2 separate regions of the Sus scrofa genome follow, and region 2 is linked to region 1. The links are chromatin contacts, called in public HiChIP or PLAC-seq maps. All regions are on one chromosome and are shown on one strand. The core of a region is the stretch at or near the end of the contact, and the rest is flanking DNA. Distances in the headings are between cores, read along the strand shown.

Region 1 (4,148 bases), core at 1,433-3,932:
ACCACAGCCATAGCAATGCGGGATCCTAGCCGCGTCTGCAACCTACACCACAGCTCACGGCAGTGCTGGATCCTTAACCCACTGAGCAAAGCCAGGAATCAAACCCACAACCTCATGGTTCCTAGTTGGATTCGCTAACCACTGAGCCATGACGGGAACTGTGTATTTTGTCCTTTTTAGGGCCACACCTGCGGCATATGGAGGTTCCCAGGCTGGGGGTCTAATCAGAGCTATTGCTGCCAGCCTACAGCACAACCGCAGCAACACAGAATCCAAGCCACGTCTGTGACCTACACCACAGCTCATGGCAAAGCTGGATCCATAACCCATTGAGCAAGGCCAGGGATCGAACTTGCAACCTCATGGTTCCCAGTCAGGTTTGTTTCCACTGTGCCATGACAGGAACTCCCGCATACCCTTGACTTGCCCCTCTTCCCCGCTTTTCCCCCTTCGTAACCACCAGTTGGTTCCCTGTATCTCTGAGTCTGTTTCTGTTCTGCATATGCATTCATTTATATTATTTTTTAGATTCCATATCTAAGTGATAGGCCATATTTGTCCTTCTCTGACTTATTTCACTAAACGTAATATTCTCTAGGTTTATCCGTGTTGCTGCAAATGGTAGATTTTCATTCTTGTTTAGTTGCCTTTTCCTCTGGTCCTTCTTTGTCATTTGTTTTGACCTTTACTAAGTGAGCATTCCTAGCAGACAAGACGTCCTCATGCCAGTGGGTAGAAATGAAAATCTGAGGTCCCGCTGCTTCTGCCGTAGTCTTGTCATCATTTGGTACCTAGGATTAAACCCCCAGTCAGGCTGTCTCCCCTTCAGTGCACACGCCACACGTGCTGGTGACACCTTCTTAAAACTACAGCTACTCCCCTGGTCACTGCACTAGCTGGTCTCCAGTTGTTTGCTGGATCCAGTCCTAGAGCCTCATCTGGGCAGACACGGTCGGTCCTTCCCTTCTCACCTGGGTCCTGCTTCCTCTCCATCCTCAGAGGGCCCACCTGCTTTTCTCAACTCTGGCCTCCCCAGCCCCTCAGCGTTGCCAGACCCTGCCCTCCTTTTTACAGACTGCCTCCCCTTCGCAAGCTTTCACCCCCTTCTCATTCTATCCTTCGCAACTCAGTTCAGATGTCACCTCCTCTCCAGGTTCCCTGGCAAGTCCCTGCTCTGCTCCCATGGCACCTGTTCACACCTGCTCTAGCACTTAGCGTCCGGCCTGTCTCCCTCTCCTGCTCTTCCAAGAGGCTCTCTAGGCCCAGTCCTGTTTCCCTTTCCTTTTTATAATCTCAGCATCACCTTCATGCTTAGTGTATTGAGGGAAGTCCCCAGAGTTTTTCATAGGCAGATGCATCCCTGGGTATCTGAGTTAAGAGCCCCAAATAGCATACCTCCCCCGTCGTGGTAGCTAAGATTTGTGTAACTTCACCTTTCCAGCACATCAACCAGATGACCTTCAGCAGATTTACTGCCAGGCCAGCTGGTGTCGTTCTTATTTTAGAAGGTGTAGGGATGGTCTTTAGAGTTTCGGTTACTTGCTGGAGGTTGAGGACAGAGCCGGGATCGGCAGTCCCAGCTCAGTGTGCCTTGACTTTCTCCTCGTGTAGAATTCAGTGTGGTCATGGATTTCATCCCCATCGACTTAATAATTCATGTTCCTGGAAAAGATAAGCACAAAAAACTGTTTTTTTGCAACATCTTTATAATGGCAGAAACAGCCTAAAGGTCCAACTGTGGCAAAGGGATTTCATAAATTGAAGTATATCAACATAGTAGAATATTAAGTAGTTCTTCCGGTTATGATGCTCCTGTGGAAAAGTCTGGCAAGTGAAGGACAGAGCATGAGCTAGACCAGACGCTCTGATTGTAACCGCGACGTCTATGGTGGGTTGAATATGTAAATAGCGTTGTGTTCAGCTTACGAAAAAGCAAGAGGTTTTTTGGCTTTTTTTTTTTTTCTTTTTTTTGAACATTTTCTTTGCTGGTGTTTTGGGCCCAAGCCATGGAGATCTGAGGACCGGTTCAGTGATTTATTTGGGCAAAAGAGAATATTCGCCATGGGCATTGTGTTAGAATCTGGCGTGTAGGGTCACTCTTGCCGTAATCTTGTCTCAGAGAATTAAGGGAACTTAAATTCTTATCATTGGAACTGCATGGCAGTCGTATTTCTTGTTGGAAATAAAGTTATAATTCCTCGTAAAATGGAATTATGAGGCAATAGGGGAAACACGGAGAGGTTTGAAAGCTGGAGGAAAACCGATGACACCCGGTTCCCAGCAAATAAAAGTGGTTTTGTGAGTGTGTCCTGATGTGGTATCACATGACCGATTTCTCGCAGAGGGAGACGGTGATTATAATATGATGTGATTATAAGAAAGCCCAGGAAACCAGAGAGGTGAAGCATTAAGAACGAGCCCCAGACCGCAGTGCCACTTGGCGGAGGTGCCCACGAGGTGTGCTGGGTCATCTCCTTTCTGAACTTGCCCACATGTCTGTGTGGGATGTGGGGCTCCCCTCCCCGCCAGGGTGTCCTGTTACTGGACTGTGAGCAGGAGAGATTCTTTCTGGCTCTTCTGCGTGAAACCTAATACGCTTGGGACCAGGAGTCCCTACCCTTTGCAGATTGGCACCGCCTCGCTCTGGCGTGCCAGGGTCGGGCCCCCTGTGCCTGCCTGCTTGCCCGGGACAGGTGTCGGGCCCGGCTGCGGTGCCAGGCCTGTGTGGAGCCTGGTGCTGCCCGGTTCGGGGAGGGAGGGGTGCCCCGAGTGGCTTTCCTGCTCCTTGCCTCCTCCTTAGGTGCCGATCCCTGTGGCCGTCTGGAAGGGAAGCTGTGAAAGCAGCGCGGGAGGAGGGTGGGGAAGGTTTGCGGTCACGGTGGGACCGGGGAGATGTGGCAAGGGGGCAGTTTCCCACGGACGCATAGATTGCAAAAGCCTGAGCTGGGATCTGGAGATGGAAGATAAAAACAGGCAAAGGGTAAAGGCCTCGGTCGCTGCCCTGTTTTCCAGATGTCTTACGTAATGCATTAAATGAATGCGAAGGTTCTCTGCGTGTGCTAGCTAAGAATTCCTGCGCATGTGGGTAGCATCATAATGTATTTAAGAACATCTATTTGCCTGAGCAAAATGTTCTTTTTTATATAAAAACGTTAGGCTGGCCGACTCTGGAGCATTATTACTTAACTTACTGAGTGTTAGGAGAATATATGCCATTACTGACAGACCTACCTCTGAATATATAGCTTTTCAAGCAGGGAAATGGCTTAAATTTAAAACATTTTCTTCTTGTCATTGGAGTCGCCAGTGAGAACAATTCAGTGGGAAGGGAGCTGGGGACGAGGTAGAGGGCTGGTGAGTGGAGGGCAGGAAGAAAGCGGGCTGGAGGCTAGAGAGCTGCCTAGAGGTGTGGGTGTGGCTGGGATGTTTGCCTTTGCTCCTCTTTATTTCCCAGAGGGTCCCTCCCCGCCTTCCACAGTCATCCCTGTTTCTCCTCTAAAATCTCTGCTCTCTTGGTGGAATAGAACAGTGTTCCAGGAGAGAACAGTTTCTTGGTCCCTCTTTTTTCATTTTTCATTTTTTTAATTTTTAAAAATTTTATTGGAGTATAGTTGATTGACAATGTTGTGTTAGTTTCAAGTGTACAGCAAAGTGATTTAGTTATATATGCACACACACACCCACACACATACATACATACATGCATATATCCATTCTTTTTCAGATTGTTTTCCCATTTAGGTTATCACAGAATATTGAGTAGATTTTCCCCATGCTATACAGTAGGTCCTTCCTTGTTCTTTATCTGTTTCATGTTAGCAGCGTGTGTATGTTAATCTCAAACTCCTAATCTGTCCCTCTCCCTGATGCTTCCCCTTTGGTAACCATAAGTTTGACTTCAAAATCTGTGCCTCTGTTTTTGTTTCATAAATAAGGTTTTTTGTGTCATTAAAGATTCCATATATAAGTGATATCATCTGGTATGTGTCTTTCTCTGACTTACTTCACTTGGTAGGATAATCTCTAGGTCCGTCCATGCTGCTGCAAATGGCATTATTCCATTCTTTTTTATGGCTGAGTAATATTCCATTGTATATACATACCACTTCTTCTTTATCCCATTCCTCTGTCCACAGACATTTAGGTTG
Region 2 (4,459 bases), core at 698-3,197, 72 kb before region 1:
GTGAAAATAATTGCATTCTCTAGTGAGCTTCCGTAGTGCGGGGGCTTCGGGGCTTCCTAGCAAACCTTTGAAAGAAACTTTGTGTATGGCTTTTGGAGGACTGGCCCAGAGCTGAGTCTTTAGTAACCCTTTAATGTGTGCTGGTTAGCTTCTTCAGCTTACACTCTTTCTTTCTTTCTTGGCCACACCCATGGCCTATGGAAGTTCCCAGGCCAGGGATCAAATCTGAGCTGCCGTTGTGGGATCAGATCTGACCTGTGCCACAGTTGCGGCCACATTGGATCCTTAACCCACTGCACTGGGCTGGGGATTGAACCCACCCCTCAGCAGCGACCCTAGCCACTGTAGAGATAACACTGGATCCTTAACCTGCTGTACCATAGTGAGAACGCCAGCTTAGCCCTAAGTGTTTCTCACCCACTGACTGTCAGCTGGATAGCTTTTGGAATAATCTGGAGGGTTCAGATCAAGACTTTCAGGCTTACTTGGTAGAACACACGCCGTTGTGATGCGGGCTGAGAGCTTGCCCTCTGTCCTGGATGGACGTGCTGTCCTGTTAGCTGGCTTTGCTTTGGGGATTAGGTATTTTCAGCTTCAAGTAACAGAAAACCCTGACTCAACCAGCTCAAGCAAATAAAGAATGTGTTATGTCACCTACCAAGAAGCCGGGAGGCAGGGTGGTGCCGGGTTGGTTTGCTGAGCAGGTGAACGTGGGGCCGGGCAGCCAGGCCCTTCTCACCTGCCTGCTGTGCTAGCTCTGGTACCACCTGGCTCCTCTGGGTGCAGAAGGGCTGCGGGTTTCACAGCCTCCGCCTCAGTGTCTGTGGGCAGGTTAGAGAATCTCCCTCCTGTGCCTTTCTCAGGAGCACCCCCAGCGGGCTTTCCCCTTATAGGTCAGAATGGGCCCAGACTCACCCTGAACCCCTTCCCCAGCCCAGGGTGAGGGAGGACCTCTCAGATTAGCTGTGAGAAGGTTTCCCAGGCATGGCGGTGGCGGTGGCGATGGGGGGTACTCCCTGAACACAGCAGGCTGTGACCTCTGGGCGGGGGGTTGGGGGATGGCCGGCTGCGACGGTGCCACCTGCTGCTGACCGGTGCCCGCCCCCAGTGAAAGGGCTGGGGCAGCGGTTCTCAGAGCGTGGGTAGGCCTGCAATCCGCAGGATCAGCACCACCTGAGAACCCGTCGGGCCGGTTCCCAGACCCCACCTTGGGCCGAGCTGGGCGCTGAATCAGCCCTAGGGGAGGGGCCTGTTTTCACAAGCCTCCAGGTGATTGTGGGAAAGCCCTGGGTCCTGGCGAAGGCACCTGAGGAAGCACGTTTCAAACTACACTTTGAGTTGAAATAGCAAGAGGCAGAGAGGGTGCTGTGGGTGACACAGCGGTGGGTGAAGAGGCAGAGAGGGTCTCGTGGGTGATGCAGTGGCGCAGGGTGGGAGGGAGGCTGGGCTCAGCCCTGCTCACGTCCCCGGCGCGGGGTTTAGCAGACCTGGAATCCAGCTTCAGCCGGCTCATCCCATTTCCCTTAACGAGTCCCCGTGCAGGTGTGGGGACGCCGTCCGCCACTTCCTGCGGGGCCAGGGAACAGGTGGGTGAGGCCCTCGAGGTCGGCTCCCAGGGAGAAGTGAGGAACTTTCTCAGGGATAATCCATTCATTATTAGGGAAGTGAGTCTGGCAGGAAACCCTGGCCCGGTAACAAGAAAGTCTCAGTTATGGGATGGGAATGCTGCTCCCAGTACAGTGTGGTGTGTGTACTCAGATCTGTGTCCTGGCCCAGCTCCCTCTGTCTGGGCACGTGGCTGTGTGTGTGTGTGTGTGTGTGAAAGAGAGAGAGGGAGAGGGAGAGAGAGAGAGTGTGTCTGTAGGGGGCTGTTGAGGCATGAGGAAGGATATTACTTAAGTAAAAACTGAAAGAAATGTTCTAAAAATTCTGTGAGAAACTGGGGTGGGCGGAAGCAGCACAGGCACGGCCCACACTGAAGGGAACTTGCACATCCTGCTGGCTCCCCCCGCCCCCAGGACAGGGGTGCAGGAGCAGGGCTGGTGCCCAGGGGCAGGTGGGCACTGGAGAGAAGGGATCAAATTGGGGCCAGGGTCTGGGTGGCTGAGCCTGTCCTGTGATGCTTCAGGGGACAGAGGCCTCTCCAGCCAAACCACAGACAGGGGTGGAGGTGGTCCCTGTGGCTCTTTTCACGGTGCCCAGGTACCTTGGCCGGCGGAGGGGGTTGGGTGGAGCAGGGGAGGAGGAAGAAACCCAAGTTCAAGTGGGTTGTTCGTTTTCTAGGGCTGCCATTACAAAGTAACACACATGGGTGGCTTGAAACAACAGGGATTTATTATAAACTCTTTGTTCTGGAGGCTGAGAGTCTGAAAGCAAGGGTTGCTCTCCTTCTGAACCTGTGGGGGACCCCTCCTTGCCTCATAGTTTCTGCCTGTTTGCAGTGACCTTGGCATTTGCATCCATCCGGTCTCTGCCTTTGCCCTCACGTGCTGCCCCCCCCCCCCCCCCGTGTCACCATGTCTTCACACACTGCCTTTTTTTGGGGGTGAGGGGTAGGGCACACTAGCGACATATGGAAGTTCCCCAGGCCAGGGGTTGAATCAGAGCTCCGGCTGCCGGCCTACGCCACAGCCACACCAGATCTGAGCTGTGTCTGTGACCTGCGACGCAACTGGTGGCAATGCGAGATCTTTAACCCATTGAACAAGGCTGGGGATGGAACCCACATCCTCGCAGAGACAGCGTCGGGTTCTTAACCTGCTGAGCCACAACAGGGACTCCTTCACACCTTGTCTTCTTAGAAGGACACCAGCAGTACAGGGGCCCACCCTGCCCCAGTGTGGCCCTGTTTCTAAGTAAGAGTACATTTTGGGATCCTGGGGGTTTAGGACTTCAGCGTATCATCTTGGGAAACACAGGCTCATTCGTGAGCCCTTGTGAGGGTCCCCACACCCCCTTTCCCTGCCCTCCCCCAACTCTGGGACCCCTGGGAAGTAACTTTGGTGTGGGGCTGGCCCTCTGCTAAGTGGCTGGTGGGGAATTGTCACTTCCAGGGCACCAGCTCTGGATTGCCAGGGCTCCAGGGGCAGCTACAGGCCCCATGGGTTTTCTTACCAACTTGTTGAACCTGCCTTTTGGTCGAAGAGGTTTTCTTTCTGGGTGATTTCTTTGTGTATCTGTAAGAGCATATCCAAGGGAATTCTTTGTTTTATTTACACTAAATTATGGGTGCTGGGGACACGTGTTTTTTTGTGATTTTTTTTTTTCTTATGGAAAATAAGTGGATTGATGGAAGACTGCTTCAGGACATACCAAAGCTTAGCAGATAAGCAAGCCTTGAAATTCAGCCCTGTTCCTTGGATGAGAAATCAGAACCATACAATGAGCCAAAACTGCTGCCAGGCTGTGTTTGCTGTGTTGGGTCTGCGTGTGGACATAGCTTAAACTCCTTCCATTACCATTTTAGACCCAGCAAATAAGTACGCGGTAGTGGGCCTGTGTGCTGAAGCAGGTGGCTGTGAGCCATTTATTGGTTTGGAGGGAGCATTCTGGTGTGGTGTCCTGGAAGTGCTTGATTGAAGAAGAGGAGCCTCGGAGTTCCCGGGTGGCTCAGCAGGTTAAGGACCTGGCATTGTCACTTCGGGGACTCTGGTTACAGGAGGGCCAGCAGGTTCAATCCCTGGCCTGGAAACTTCTGCATCCCCTGGGCTTGCCCCCTCTCCCCCAAGAGAGTCTCTTTCTGCTTCCATGTATTTGAACTGCAGTTATCCTGGTGTACATGGTCTTGCAGTAAGGAAGAGCCCTGCTGCTACTGTGGATTTTCACACCCCAGCTCGCGGTCTCCTTCCAGGTGGATGGATGTCATGTCCAAATTGCCTGTTAGTTTGCCTTTCATGTAACTTAATTAGCAGATTCATGGTTTGGGAGAATCTGATCTGTGATCTCGAAATTGGTTACGGTTGGCCTAATTCGTGGGTAATTAGGCGCCTTGCCGGGTGGCCTGCAGTCCTCAGAGGGCTGGGGGTAATTTGAGGTTGAAATGCGAGAGTGAGGTGGGGAAAGCACCGGAGCTCAGTCCCTTAATCTTTTAATCCATTTAACCTGGGCTGTAAATTCAGGCTTCGTTTTAATTTGAAAGTGTATTTTGGTAGTTGGGAAGGGGTTTCATTAATTCACTGCGTTTAGACCGTAATTAAGGGAGCGAGGCTAGTCCTAATTGCCTCAACTCCTTGAAGTTACCGTGGGTACAGTGAGGGTCCATCAGAGTCGTGTTGCTCCCTGGTGGAAACCGAAATTCCAGGTTAAAAGAGGGAGCTGACGACCCAAGGAGATGAACATGGCAAACCCAAAACCCAGCTCACAGGTCAGTTGTGGGCATCATTTTTTTGTGCCTTTGGAAGTATATTTGTGGCTTGTGCCATCAAGTTCAGGGACCAACAGATAGAGAGTGACCTGGTCT

What was found. HiChIP or PLAC-seq counts read pairs in DNA pulled down with a chosen protein or histone mark.
Region 2: an H3K27ac HiChIP or PLAC-seq map of skeletal muscle shows a contact between it and region 1. The contact joins two enhancer-like sites. A contact is called at or near these places in 10 of 47 Hi-C or Micro-C datasets (brain, fetal heart ventricle, fetal liver and 4 more) and 1 of 2 datasets of contacts at active chromatin or transcription factors (skeletal muscle).

Annotation. Positions count from the first base shown.
Region 1 is chr8:75,546,750-75,550,897 of Sscrofa11.1, reverse strand. All of the region lies in intron 7 of TMEM131L (transmembrane protein 131-like), which reads left to right. Among named protein-coding and RNA genes, the nearest start is that of TMEM131L, 96 kb to the left of the region's middle. Within about 2 kb of position 2,682, at least 10 of the 83 cell types and tissues checked have an H3K27ac peak or open chromatin away from gene starts, as enhancers often do. A contact at or near this core is called in liver and skeletal muscle, where this site is marked.
Region 2 is chr8:75,617,834-75,622,292 of Sscrofa11.1, reverse strand. The region is part of intron 3 of TMEM131L (transmembrane protein 131-like); the gene reads left to right. Among named protein-coding and RNA genes, the nearest start is that of TMEM131L, 25 kb to the left of the region's middle. Within about 2 kb of position 1,947, at least 42 of the 83 cell types and tissues checked have an H3K27ac peak or open chromatin away from gene starts, as enhancers often do. A contact at or near this core is called in liver and skeletal muscle, where this site is marked.